Linked DNA regions of Ovis aries: region 1 is linked to region 2. Evidence: chromatin contacts called from public Hi-C data. All regions are on one chromosome and are shown on one strand. Each heading gives the region's core, a stretch centred on a gene start, on an enhancer-like site or on the middle of the called end of the contact. The rest is flanking DNA. Distances are from core to core; before and after follow the strand shown. Region 1 holds the start of SLC3A2 (solute carrier family 3 member 2). Region 2 overlaps ASRGL1 (asparaginase and isoaspartyl peptidase 1).

The links. A called contact is a pair of places that touch in the nucleus more often than the background predicts.
Region 1: a Hi-C map of muscle shows a contact between it and region 2, with 4 times the contacts expected there. The contact joins the promoter of SLC3A2 here to the enhancer-like site in region 2. A contact is called at or near these places in 3 of 16 Hi-C or Micro-C datasets (mesenteric adipose tissue, muscle and tail adipose tissue).

Annotation. Positions count from the first base shown.
Region 1 is chr21:37,693,908-37,700,280 of ARS-UI_Ramb_v3.0, forward strand. SLC3A2 (solute carrier family 3 member 2) reads left to right here and starts at 2,203. Exons shown (of 10, transcript XM_060404045.1): 1 at 2,203-6,373. LOC114110053 (a long non-coding RNA gene) reads right to left here and starts at 2,010. Exons shown (of 12, transcript XR_006057536.1): 1 at 1,951-2,010; 2 at 1,560-1,609; 3 at 1,219-1,302; 4 at 937-987; 5 at 562-596; 6 at 417-461; 7 at 97-145. LOC114110199 (small nucleolar RNA SNORD27) reads right to left here and starts at 1,136; the gene lies at 1,065-1,136. LOC114110200 (small nucleolar RNA SNORD26) reads right to left here and starts at 1,485; the gene lies at 1,412-1,485. It also overlaps LOC114110194, LOC114110197, LOC114110205 and LOC114110198.
Region 2 is chr21:37,305,767-37,312,198 of ARS-UI_Ramb_v3.0, forward strand. ASRGL1 (asparaginase and isoaspartyl peptidase 1) reads left to right here. Exons shown (of 7, transcript XM_004019598.6): 5 at 189-307; 6 at 1,225-1,335; 7 at 1,687-2,992. The coding sequence ends at 1,892. Among named protein-coding and RNA genes, the nearest start is that of ASRGL1, 23 kb to the left of the region's middle. Within about 2 kb of position 4,280, at least 17 of the 54 cell types and tissues checked have an H3K27ac peak or open chromatin away from gene starts, as enhancers often do. A contact at or near this core is called in muscle, where this site is marked.

The DNA of each region.
Region 1 (6,373 bases), core at 953-3,452, 390 kb after region 2:
TGTCTTTTCACTGTTTAAATCATAGTGAGCTAGTTTGATTCATCATAGAAACTGCCTACTTGGTGGTGTATGCCATACACACATTAATCAACTAACCTTTTAACTCTGGAGGCTTTCCAGAAGTGTGTATAGTAACAAGCTGCTCCTGAATGAGAAAATCATGTAATTAGCAAAATATCTAAAACAACCAAAACTATTCTAACTAGGGTTAATGGATAACCCAAGCCAAGCAAATGCTGTTCATTTGCTGTACCTCAGACAATTCCTCATGGAATGAAATTTCATCCTTTCTCCCAGTTCGCCCCAGTGGGTTCACCATTACTGGCTCTGGGGCTAGAACAGGGGTAAGACAGGACGCCTGCTTTCTTCATTGGCACTGGAGTTAAGCAACAACAAGCAAGGTTACAAGTACTCACCTCTGGACTCTTTGTAGGAGTCATCCTGAGCAGATGAAGAGGCATCTAGGAAATCAATAAAGATAAAATAAAAGATCAAGAAACAGCATTATCAGAAACAAGAGAAATCCCTCTATTTCCCACAATACTGAGAGAAGTAACTTACTGTAAGACAGATGACTCTATTAATGCTGTGACAATCTACAAAAGGGGAGAAAATGGTTACTCCAAAATACTAAGACGAAATAAAATTTCTTCATTAACAGAAACTGCCATCAGAACTCTAACATGCTATTAACTGTGGTACCTCACAGAGGATCAGCATTATCAATTCAAATCATCTGACAGTGAGTGATGTGTGGGTGAGGGAAGAGCACACCCTCACAAAACTATGCTGCTTGCTGGGCTGCCGACTCCCTCCCCAGGAAAATCATTCCAAGAGGAACAAGTTGGAAGGAGCAAAAACACTGCTCCACTGACCATTTGCTCTCGGGGTTGTTGAAACCACCACAGACCACAAACTTCCCATTTGAAAACTTACCTGCATTCACTCTGGGAGGCAGTTGAATTCCTCAAGACTGGTGAGGAGATGCTGGAAACAGAAAAATGAGCCATTATTTTTTAGTACTCGAGAACTACCATTAAAAGACCCTGGAGCATTCCAGGCCCACTTCTCAGTAGTAAGATGACATCATTTTTGAGTTCAGGCATATGCTTGTCATTTTACATTCATCATGGAGTGGCCAGTGCAATTTCAACCAGCAAGTCCCATCCCGACATTGTGCTTCTACCCCCCCATCTGCATAAAGCATCGGGTACCCACCTGCAGCATCACCACACTTGATCCACAGAGGGTTAAGTCTTGTCTCATCCTCCAATCTGTAAGCTCCTTTGAATTAAACCACATCTGGGAGAAAAAAACAATACCCTTTCTTACTTTTATATCTCGTAGTTTGACTGTCCCACGTTAGTGCCTTAACGCAGGGCTAAAAGCCCAAACGTCTGCTACGGATGGTGCTACTCAGAGTTTTTGTTTTCTCCACTAATCCATCAGAAAGAGAGAGTTCAATTTTTGAAATCATCCCCGTAGCACATCCCGTCGGACTCCCGCATATTCAGCAAGGAAGAAAAAAAGGACAGTAAAGGGAGGCCAGGAGCACTTACTCCAATGAGACCGGTTTGAGATCCTTCAGCGTTTGGCGCGCGTCCGAACCCTGCAAACAAATGATATTGGGTCAGCACTGTCTGGTAAACGCTTTGTTTCCCGGAGCTAAGACTGCGTTGCCATGCAAGGCCGGCCTCCTCAGAGTTTCTTATCCTCACAGAGTTCAGTACAGGTCTGTGAAAAGGGTCTCATCACAGAGAGGCCTGTCGGCACGGCCGGCCATCGCCATCTTGTCCTTCACAAAGCCCCCGTCCCTTCAAGGCCTCAACACTAAGGTCACGTTTTCTCTCCTCCCCCACGAACCCAATAGGTACCACAAAGAGAGGCCAAGGCCCGGACACGTTTGCACGGGCGTTTTCCTCGTAAACCTCAACAAACCAAATCACTTACCAAGAGCTGTGGATAAATGAGACTGAGAGGCTACCGCGAGACACATAAATACTATCTCGCAAAGGCCCACGGGATTTGGGGGCGGGACTACGGCGGGCGCAAGCGCAGAGGGAAATGGGTGGATTGTGGGTAGAGATTTCTAGAGGAAGTACGAGAGGCTGTGCGCCTCCTGAAGCGGTGGCGCGAAAAAGGTGCGCATGCGTCTTAGGGTGTGCGCAGGCGCGACTAATGTGGTGCCGTGGGTTCTTTACTGCGACTTCTTTTGGCGCCCAGGCGGCGAGTTACCTGCTTCGCGCAGATCCTGGACTGACGCTCCGTGTCGGTCACAGCTGACTGACCCACACCCTTCCCTGAGCATTCCCTTGCTTGCACACACTCTAGATCCGCGTGCAGAGTCCTAATCCATGGACCACGAGCCTCATGAACCCTCCGCTGGCGTCATCTCGGTTCCAAGCCAGCCGCCCAGCGAGCCTTCTGGGCCTGGTCCTCAGGGGCTTGGTCCTCAGGGGCCCAGCGCGGGGGGCGACTCAGGTATTACTGGGCCCCGGGCCGATCTCGAGTGGAGGGCTCTTGCATGGAACCGTTTTGGGAAAGTGAATCAGGTTGTAGGTGCTCTTGAAATATTATAACAGTTTTAGGATATTTTCTGTAACCGGCCACCTTTGTCTTACTGTCTGGTCCGATTTTGCTCGGAGCTTGTAGTGGGGCTAGCGTTAGCCGACATTTAAAACGCCGTTTTAAGGACATTGTGTGTGTGTGTGTGTGTGTGTGTGCGCTCAGTCGTGTTTGACTGCGATCCCATGGACTGTAGCCGGCCAGGCTCCTCTGTCCATGGAATTTTCCAGGCAAGAATACTGGAGGCCATTTCCTACTCCAGGGGCTCCTCCCTACTCCAAGAGATCTTCCCAACCCTGGGATCGAACTCGCATCTCCTTCCTCTTCTGCCTTGGCAGGAGTCGTCTACCAACTTCGCCACCTGGGAAGCCCCTTAATGCAGATTACCTGGAGGGAATCTAGGTGTAAAAAGCTTTTGCAGAGCCGCGTACAACTCCCGCCTGACAGGCAGGGTGGTTCCAGTCATCTATACCCTTGTTACTGAGGACAACCAGTTGTAGTTTAATCATTTGTAATGCATACCTAGGGTACATGACCGTTTTAAAAATGTACTATATGTACATTTTATAACCATTTATTAAGCTCTTACTGTGTGGTCTCCTGGATGATCTCATTTACTACTGCAACCCTAGGAGGAGGCCATAAGGTAATGTTAGGGATGAGGAGCCTGAGATCTGGAGGGGTTAATTAACTTGCTCAGAGTTACCCAGCTAAGAAATATCAGCCCAGGTGCAAATCAGCCCAGGCAGTCTTGATGACAGAACCTGCACTTTTGATCACTATCACTTCTCTGGGTATTTAGGGGGCAAACAAGTACACAGGAAACAAATGGCATGATCCTTGGATACTGTTTCTCAATTTTTTTTCTTGTTGTCTTCCTCTCTCCAGGAGCCTTTAAAACTAAAAAGCATTTCCCCCTCTAACTTAATATAACTGTGTAGGGCTTCCCTTGTAGTTCAGTCCGTAAAGAATCTGCCTGCAGTGCAGGAGACCCGGGTTCGATCCCTGAGTTGGGAAGATCCCCTGGAGAAGGAAATGGCAACCCACTCCAATATCCTTGCCTGGAAAATCTCATGGACACAGGAGCCTGGTGGGCTGTAGTCCATGGGGTCGCGAAGAGTTGGGCATGACTGAGCAACTAACACATATAACTGTGTATTTGCTTATATACTGCGGCCCTTTAGAGGGCCAGAAAGCTTCTGTGTAATATCTAGGATTTTCTGCCCTCTTCCTGCTCCAAAAGAACCAATTTTCACTACTTTGGTGGCAGTGTTGTCCCCATGCATGTCCCAGCGAAACAAAAGTGACAAAACAAATACCAAAAGAATCCCAATTTGAAAAATGTTATTATAGCTAGACTAAATTCATGTATTCAACAATGTTAGATGCTTGTCCAAGTGGGTGATTGAAAAGTTGTAACAAAATGTATAGAAAATGAAACAGATAAGGAAAATTCAGAAGGTCCAGAGTAGGCAAGGAGGTTGTTTGTGGGCATGGTATTTGGAGAATGTTTGTGGGCCTTAAAGGGTAGATAAGCAGATCCAGGAAGGAAATTCAAATTAGAGAAATAATCTGAGTGACAAGATTGGAGCTGGAAAAGTGTATAAATATAGTTCATGAAAGATGGGTTGAAGGGGAATCATAGAATATAAAGTTGGAAAAGATTTCCTAGGGAAGGCCAAATGAGAAGGGCTTGAAATACAAAGCTAAATAATTTGAACTATAGGTAGAATAACCTATAAACCAGGACTTAACTTGGTGGTCCCGTTAAGACTGGTTATGACTCTGCCTCCACTGCATGGAGCATGGATTTGATTCCTGCTTGGGAAGCTAAGATCCCGCACACTACACAGAGCAAGGTGGGGAAAAAGGGGTAAGTTGAGACAGGACATTAATTAGATTGTCACAGTAATTTAGGCAACAGATAAGTGGATTCAAGCATGATGAAAGGGAAATAGGAATGATTTATAATACATCAGAAGTCCTCAACTCACACCTGCAGGAATGTAAGTAATGCAGGTAAGCCATAGGAGCCTGATAGGGATCTTGATATGCTTGTCTTTGCTCCTGCTGAGTGTGCCTTGCCAGAATATTGTCTGAAAAATTTGATCAGGAGAATCCAGAAAACCAAAATTGTTGATTAATTTGCTCCTTAAAAATGTTGGCATGTTACTTAAAATTTTTAAGCATTTTCTCTGAGCCAATCAGAATATGCCTGTATACCCAAGGTGGCCCATGAGTGAGTTTGCATCAACTTCTGTAGTAATAGAGAATCCACTTTAGAAAGAGGGAATGTTAAAGATTGGATATTTTTTTTGGAAGTTGTTAACAGGTTGAGTGACTTAAACATCAAAACGGAAAAAAAAAGCCAGTATTCTTGGCAGTTGGAGATCATGGCCATGACCTTCACTTAATGTTTATTTTACCAATACTATTTATCTGTTGAGCATCTACTGGGTACCGGAGATACAACAAGGAACAAAGCAGCCAGTCCCCTTATGCTCCCTTGGAGCTTATATTCTGGAAGAAAACACAGAAACAGACGAATAATACGTCAAGTGGAGTTAAATGCTGTGGTGAAAATTCGACTTTGCTGGTGATACAATGGTTAAGACTCTGAGCTTTCACCACAGGGGGCACGGTTTTGATCCCTGGTCGATCCATGCAGGATGGCCACACACAAAACTGAATGAAATGTGTGTGTGTGCATGTGTAAATATATTTGCAAAAATATATATATATATATATATATTTGCAAAAGTGGTACAAAAAGGTTAGACTGTTACATAAAGGGAAATGAGAAAAATGAGATGAAAGAATTGGTGGAGGTGTTTTAATGTTAACCTGTATGAAGTGCTTTCTACGGCACTTTCCTGGCACTGTACTGAATGCTTTGCACATGTTACCTCAATTTGAAAAATAGTTTTTGTGGTTACCATCCTCATTTTACAAATAAGAAAACTGAATTTTATATCAAGTTACTTACTCAAGGACACATAACTAGTGTGGCAGAGCTGTTATTCAAATCTAGTCTCTACTTTTGACCCTGTTAAAAATGATCCAAAACTTGGAAATAGGCAAAAGTTATTACCAGGTGTCCTTTTGATAAAGGTAAAGCAGGCCTACCTAACTTGGGGATTACCTGGTTTTCCAGTGGGGCGTGTGCCTTCGTTTGATGTCCTTTTTATTGTTGCTCTAGGTATTTTGTAATTTGATAAGATTGCCTTCTAAGACGGAGAAGGAAATGGCAACCCACTCCAGTATTCTTGCCTGGAGAATCCCAGGGACAGGGGAGCCTGGTGGGCTGCCGTCTATGGGATCGCACAGAGTCGGACATAACTGAAGCAACTTAGCAGCAGCAGCAGCCTTCTAAGACATTGGCTGGTTTTGTATCTATCTATTAGAAGGCAAATTCATATCATTCTTATCTGGACTTTAAGCTGATGATCCTCCTTTCCCAGCATTCTCTTTTGAACCAGTTTTAAATTTTATGTATTCCCTTGTTAACTAATAGGTTGAATAAAATCTTTGATGTGTTTATATAATTATGAGTCATATTTTCAGTTTTTAAGATTATACTTTAACAACTCCTGGGGTACATTGCCTTTTGTTGGCCCATTTATTTATTCATTCAGAAAATATTTGTTGAGAGTCAGGATTTAAACTCAAGAAGTCTGACTCTGGAAGGAGCTTTAGACAATATGCCAGTGGAAGTCTAATACCATGCCACCCTCTGGCTAACATCTTATCTTGCTCTTTCCAGCAAATGTCTTTTACTTTAAAGATCTGTCTATACCTGCATCACCTG
Region 2 (6,432 bases), core at 3,030-5,529:
AGGTGCGTCCAGCAGTCTGACTGGTGTGTGGAATGTAAACCAAACAGGCTTTCTTCGCTGTCACCATGAGTGGGGGATGCTGGAATCAAAGCATGTCGCGTGTGCCATTAACACAGAAGTGTATTAAGCCTTGTTGTCACCTGTGGGAGTGTCTCACGTCCAGCCTGTTACTCTCTGTTTTTTGGCAGCAACTTGGGGACTGTGGGTGCTGTTGCCGTGGACTGCCAAGGAAACCTGGCTTACGCAACCTCCACGGGAGGCATCGTCAACAAGATGCCGGGCCGCGTCGGGGACACACCATGTATAGGTGAGCTGGACGGGTGACCCCTGCCCCTGCCTTCCCCTGTCGTCTTGTCCACATTCTCCGGTCTCTGTCCCCCGCCCCATTTCTTTCTTCCTTCATCTCTTCCTCTTCCTGTGGCAGCTGTAGAATTTCTGGGGGTGGCCTGAGTTGGGGACGGTTGTCCAGGGACGTGGAGAAGATGGCCTGTCCAGCAGGTACCTGATTCCTAGATGCTGTGTTTTGGGAATAACTTTGGAGACAGGGTGCTGAAGTCACCCCAGCACCCCCGCTGCCTCTTTCTTCCCTGTAACCCGCTTCACAATCTGCAGACTTACTTATGCCCAAAGGGTTATGTACGTGAAACCTCTTCCCAGGAATGGGCTCAAATGAGCAGACTAGGAAAGCTGACAGTTTGCGTCTGCGGTTATCAGACTGGAGTGGCGTAAGAGCAGCACAGCACCACTCAGTATGACAGGGACTTCCCTGGTGGCCTGGGGGTAAGGCTACCCACGCCCAGTGCAGGGGGCACAGGTTTGATCCCTGGTCAGGGAGGATTCTGTATGCTGCACAGCCAAAAAAAAAGATATTACACATCGAAGTGTTCTTTGCATTAACCCTGGAGCACTTTATCTAATTCCCAGGAGTGTGTGTGTTTGGGAGAGGGTGCATGGAGGGTGTGTATATGTTTCATCCTGTGAGGGCTGCCCCAGGGCAAAGGGGGAGCTGCCCTGGCACAGCTGCTCCAGGAAAGGTCAGGCCCGCCTCCCCGAGGCTCCCCCTGCCCCGATTTCAGGGTATTCGCATGGTGGTCCCTGGAGCACCTTGGCATGACGCCCTGGCTCTCTTGGGATTTAATTTTCGTGTAGCTTTAGACCTGTAATATGTGTTTGACTTTCCTGACTGTTGCTGCCCAGTTAGAACCAATCCCCTTCCTTGAGCAGGATCTGGAGGTTACGCTGACAATGACATCGGCGCCGTCTCGACGACGGGGCACGGTGAGAGCATCCTGAAGGTGAATCTGGCCAGACTCGCGCTCTTCCACGTTGAACAGGGTATGTGGAACCGGGAAGCTGCTTATAAATAGAGGGAGAGGGATGGGAAACCCTTGCTTTGCTTTCAGGTTGGTTGAGTCCCTATCTGTTAGGGTGCAGAAAGAAGAGAATTTCGAATACCATTCGCCTTCCGCCTCCAGGGGGCAGAAGAGAGACTCAGCCTGGGTTCCTCCCAGTGGAGCGGAGGGGCCTTGTAGAGAGAATTAAGGGTCCTTGTTTGAGACATTAAGTAGTAATCGCTTACCAATAATCTTTGTTAACACGCTTTGCTTTTTCCATACTGTAAATAATTTCCCCATCAGATTCCTTTCAGTAACTTTTGCTGTTCTCAACCTCTCATTGTTTTTTCAGGAAAATCACTAGAAGAAGCTGCCAACGCATCATTGGGTCATATGAAGTCAAAGGTCAAAGGCGTAGGTGGTATCATCATGGTCAACAAAACAGGAGAGTGGGCGGTGAAGTGGACCTCCACATCCATGCCCTGGGGAGCTGCAAAGGACGGCAAGCTGCACTCGGGAATTGACTTCGGCGACACGAGCATCATCAACCTGTCCTAAGCCCCCAGAAGCTGTATTCTAGAAGCTAGCTTGGAGGCGACGTGCAGTCTCCTGGTGTGGAGACCTAGCTTCATCAATTAGATCTAGAAATGGAAAAATGCTGCAGTCTGTCACTCGTTTTGTTGCCTTGATAAGTGTCTGGTTGGGGGCGGATTCCAAAGTGTACGAGAAATGCCCATGTTAAGGTAAAAATAAGACCAGTGAAGATGGCAAACTCCACGGAGCCCTCCTCATGAATAGTCCCTGTTGTCTGAGGCTAGAAAGAGGAAACAGCAAGATCTTTACAGAAAGGGCCTCGATGCAGGGACCGGCTTCTGGAGTTGGGGGACCTACAGCAGTGACAGAGGCTGTAGGTTCAAGGGTGCGGGGGGTTCGGAGGAGAGGGCTCTGGGGCAGGATCCAGTGCAGGGCGAGGCGGGCAGGAAGGAGCCAGTGGAAGCGGTGAAGGGGAGACAGCCGCAGAGTTAATGGAAGGCTGAATGTCGCAGAGCTCATTCGGAGCCAGAAGAACATTAGGCAAAAGAAACAGAAAAACTGGTTTTGTTAAGAAAGTGCAGATCTCTGACTTACCAATACAGACGTGTTTCCAGATGCTGTAAAAGGACCCTCTGCTGACCCCTGGCTCTCAGCTGCAGCTGAGAAGAGTCGTCATGGGCACCCTGGAGCCCCTCCCAAGATTAAGAGCTTTCTCGGGCTCACTCCTGAGCCTGCTCACCTTGTTTCCCCGCCCCCAGCCAGCTTCCACCTCCCAGACCCTGGTTCTTCACAGTGAACCGTGGGGCTATTGACCTCTCTGCCTCTCCTACAACAGGAAGAGCCAGTCAGTGTCCAGATGACCCCGACTTAACAGCGTCCGTGACTGTCCAGTGCTGCGGGTTCCCCCAGCTGAACTGGGTGTCCACTGTGGTCAGCATGGTAGAGAAAGGCATTTCCTTGGTGGAGAGTATTCCTATTAGCCTCTTTACACTGGAGACAGTATTTTTGCTATGACATATCTGCTCATTTTTTTATAACCTGTCAGGGCTTGCTTTCTCTCTGAAAAGAAATTGCTTCACTTTAAATTCCATATGCCACTAATAAAATGCGTTTTGAAAGAATAACAGTGTGGTCAGGAGTCACTGTTGACGAAGACCAGAATGTATATGACCTCCCTTGGTCTGTCAGTTCAGACAGGTGAACTTGTTAGACCTCTCAGCCTAAGGGTGGTGTGTGGATGTGATAAGACCACCTGCCTTGAGGAGATTATTTGAGAGTTTCCAGAAGAATGGAGTTTTGAGGGGATGGGCTGAGGAAGAGGCCCCGCCACCGCTGCAGTAATCAGCAGGGCTTACGGATCCGTCTTCTTGCCAGTTGCCGACCTTCAAGCCAGATGGTCTCACAGGCCAAGCCCCTGTCCCCTGACCTTCCCGGCACCCGTGTCCTCTGCTCTGAGCCTGAGAGAGAGAGAGATGGAGGCCGGCCGAGTTTGAATCTTGCTTCTCCCCACAACCTGGGTGACCCTGGGCAGGATAACTTCTGAGAATATGGTCATCTATAAAGTAGGTCACTCTGATGATTAAATGAAAATAGAGGCCAGCTGCTCAGTGTTTTATCTCCAGAGCCTCTAGACAAACAGAACGTGTGGCCAGGCCCCAGGGGAAGTCCATGTGGTTGTGTCCTTTAAGCCTCAGAGGCAACCTCCGCCCTTTAGAGATGGCACTCTGTCAACAGGCATGTTCACTCACTGGGGCTGCCAGCATCCAAACACTGCAGGCGAAGGCTCACGACAGACATTCCAGAGGCGGGAAGGCCCAGGTCCAGGCATCAGCAGGGTGGCTCCTCCAGAGGCCCTGTCCTTGGCCTTATCTCTTCCTCGTCCAAGGACACCAGTCAGGTGGGTCAGGGCCACCTAACGGCCTGCTTTCCACCTCTTCACAGACCCTGTCTCCAAAACCCTGAGTGGCAGGGCTTCAGCACAAGGATTCTGAGCGTCCCGGTTCAGCCCCAACAGGAGGCAGAGCAGGACCATTCAGGAGCTGGGAAGGGAGAGACTTCTGCAGAAGAAACCATCACTGAGTAGAGAAGGAAGGAGCAGGGAGCGAGGCCTGGTTTCACACATCTCGTTTCTGTTCACAAGGGACGCGGCTCTGGTCACAGGTTTCCCTAGGGCCTCAGGTCTGGCCGCCCAGTGAGGGAAGGGTCCCCCAGCTCCTCTGTGGCGGCCAAGGTGTGTGATGTTGGCCTCAGACCTCACTTCTGCAAACAGTCACTGGACTAGTCAGAATCTTGTATGCAGAGACCAGGGGGGAGGTCTCCTGGCCCACAGGCTGCCCAGCGGCAGCTCCCCAACTGTCCCAACACATGGGGGCTGGAGGCCACGTCTGGGGGAATGCCAGCCCCGGATCCCTTCTCTGCCACAAGAGGGCAGCAAACCACACGGTCCACAGTCTTCAGCCCTAAAGGAAGATAACTCACCTCCACTCAGCAAAACAATATACTCAGAAATTTTGGGACCAAAAGAGGTTTTCCTGTTCCTGACCTTCATCTAAATACTACAGTTTGTTTTAGAGCACAGTTGTGGGGGAAAAAATTGGTAGCAAATGCCCCACAAAATCAAAATCAGCCACGTCTCTGTCTTTTAAATCACTGAAGCCTGCTCTGCACCGACCGCCACAGCCCAGGGGTGAGCTCGGCCAGGCAGCCACTTCCAGCCAGGAAGAGGCTCACACATTTGGCCCAAATGTGGGGACCCAGAGCCCAGTGGGCACGGGTGTCTGCCGGGTGCGGCTCGGCCCACCTGCTGATCTGGACAAACAGTCCCAGGAAGGAAGGGCCGTAACCTTGTAGTTGTTGGACAATAAGTTTCTCCCTGCCCCCAAATAATGTCCTTTTTAGACATGTTCCTCTCTTGCAGGAGAAATTACAGACTCTGAGGGCAAAAGGAGGAGGGAATGGTTTCCCTACTCATCAGAAGTGGAAGTGTGGGGAAGCCCGGGGGGACACTGTGTGCCCCACCGCACCTCCGCTTTCAGCCGCCCACACCCGGGAATCAGGGAGTGTGCCCGAAGAGTGGCTCCTCCTGGGCAGTGTAGGAGAGACCCAGGAAGGAATGGGGCTGGGCAGAAGGGCAGAGGCAGAGCCAGGTCCAGGAATGGGGCTGGGAGGGGGCCAGGCCGGTGGTGGGTGTGGGTGCCCAGGGGTGGCTCCATCCAGAGCACAGGTGCCATTAGATGGGCAGACCACCCGTCCACTCACCTGTCCCGCACACAAGACCTGGAGCAGCTGAGCCACAGCCTTGTGAGAGGCGAGCTTGCCAGGGGAGGCCCAGGATGATACGGCCTTTCTGAAGGATGAAATAAGGCCCAGAGAAATGGGTTTTCCAGGGCACTCATTGCATTCCAGTTAAACTGTGGTTTATCTCGGCCTCCCTAGTCCCAAACCCTCTATCTCTGAGTGATGGTCTTATCACGTCATGCATGGTACCCAGTCTGGCATCACTAGTGGTGCCCAGACATACCTGGGACAGTCCCACAAGTGCTGCCGGTGACTAGCGGGAAAGGATAGCACACTTAGCAACTTTATCCTTCAAATCCTGCTTTTTGATTTCCTCAACCCACTATTAAAATACAGTTGGATTTTCATACAAAGAGAAGTTTGGGACCGCCCTGGCCTGGGTTGGTTGAGGAGGCCAGGCTGAGATTTATTATTATTTTTTTTAATCACTCACTAATCACTCGTCATCTCAGAGTCAAGTCTGTTTTTTGCTCTGCAATAATTAGCTCTATCTGGACCTTGTGCCAAACTCAGGGCTTCCCAGATGGCGCTAGTGGTAAAGAAACTGCCTGCCAATGCAGGAGACATAAGCAATGTAGGTTCAATTCCGGGGTCAGGAACATCCCCTGGGGGAGGAAATGGCAACCCACCGCAGTATTCTTGCCTGGGAAATCCCATGGACAGCGGAGCCTGGTGGGCTACAGTGCATAGGGTCACAAAGAGTTGGACACAACTGAAGCAGCTCAGCACGGGTCAAACTCAGGTGGAGTTTGCGTTCTAAGCTGTGGCTGGGAGCAAAGGAGCAGAGAGGTTAGTTCTTCCTGTCCCATAGGACCATGGTTCCATCCATGACTCAAGCTGCTCTCTTGCAGAGGAGCAATTTTTAGCAAATGTTTTTTAGTTAAAAACAACCTTTTAATATAACAAAAGAGGTGTATGTTCATCGTAGCAGTTGAAGACAATGACCAAAAAAACTTAAGTGAGAAAACACAGAGCCACAAAAATAAGAAAAAATAAGGGGGAAAAGATTTTTAGCACCCAATCGATATCACTATTAACACCTACGGTACGTATTCATTATTATTTTGTCCAAAATGAGATCACACCATATATGCCTTTTTAAACTTTTTTTCAGTTAACAATCCAGCTTTCCAGGTCAGGCAAGTTTCACCTGTTGTAACACTTAGTCGGCATTCAGATTTCTCCAGCGTTCTCAAAAAAAACGTCACCAATAGCAGGTTTGTGCAGCTCCTCGGCCTTGCGGGGATGGGTGGGTGCCTCTCAGTCC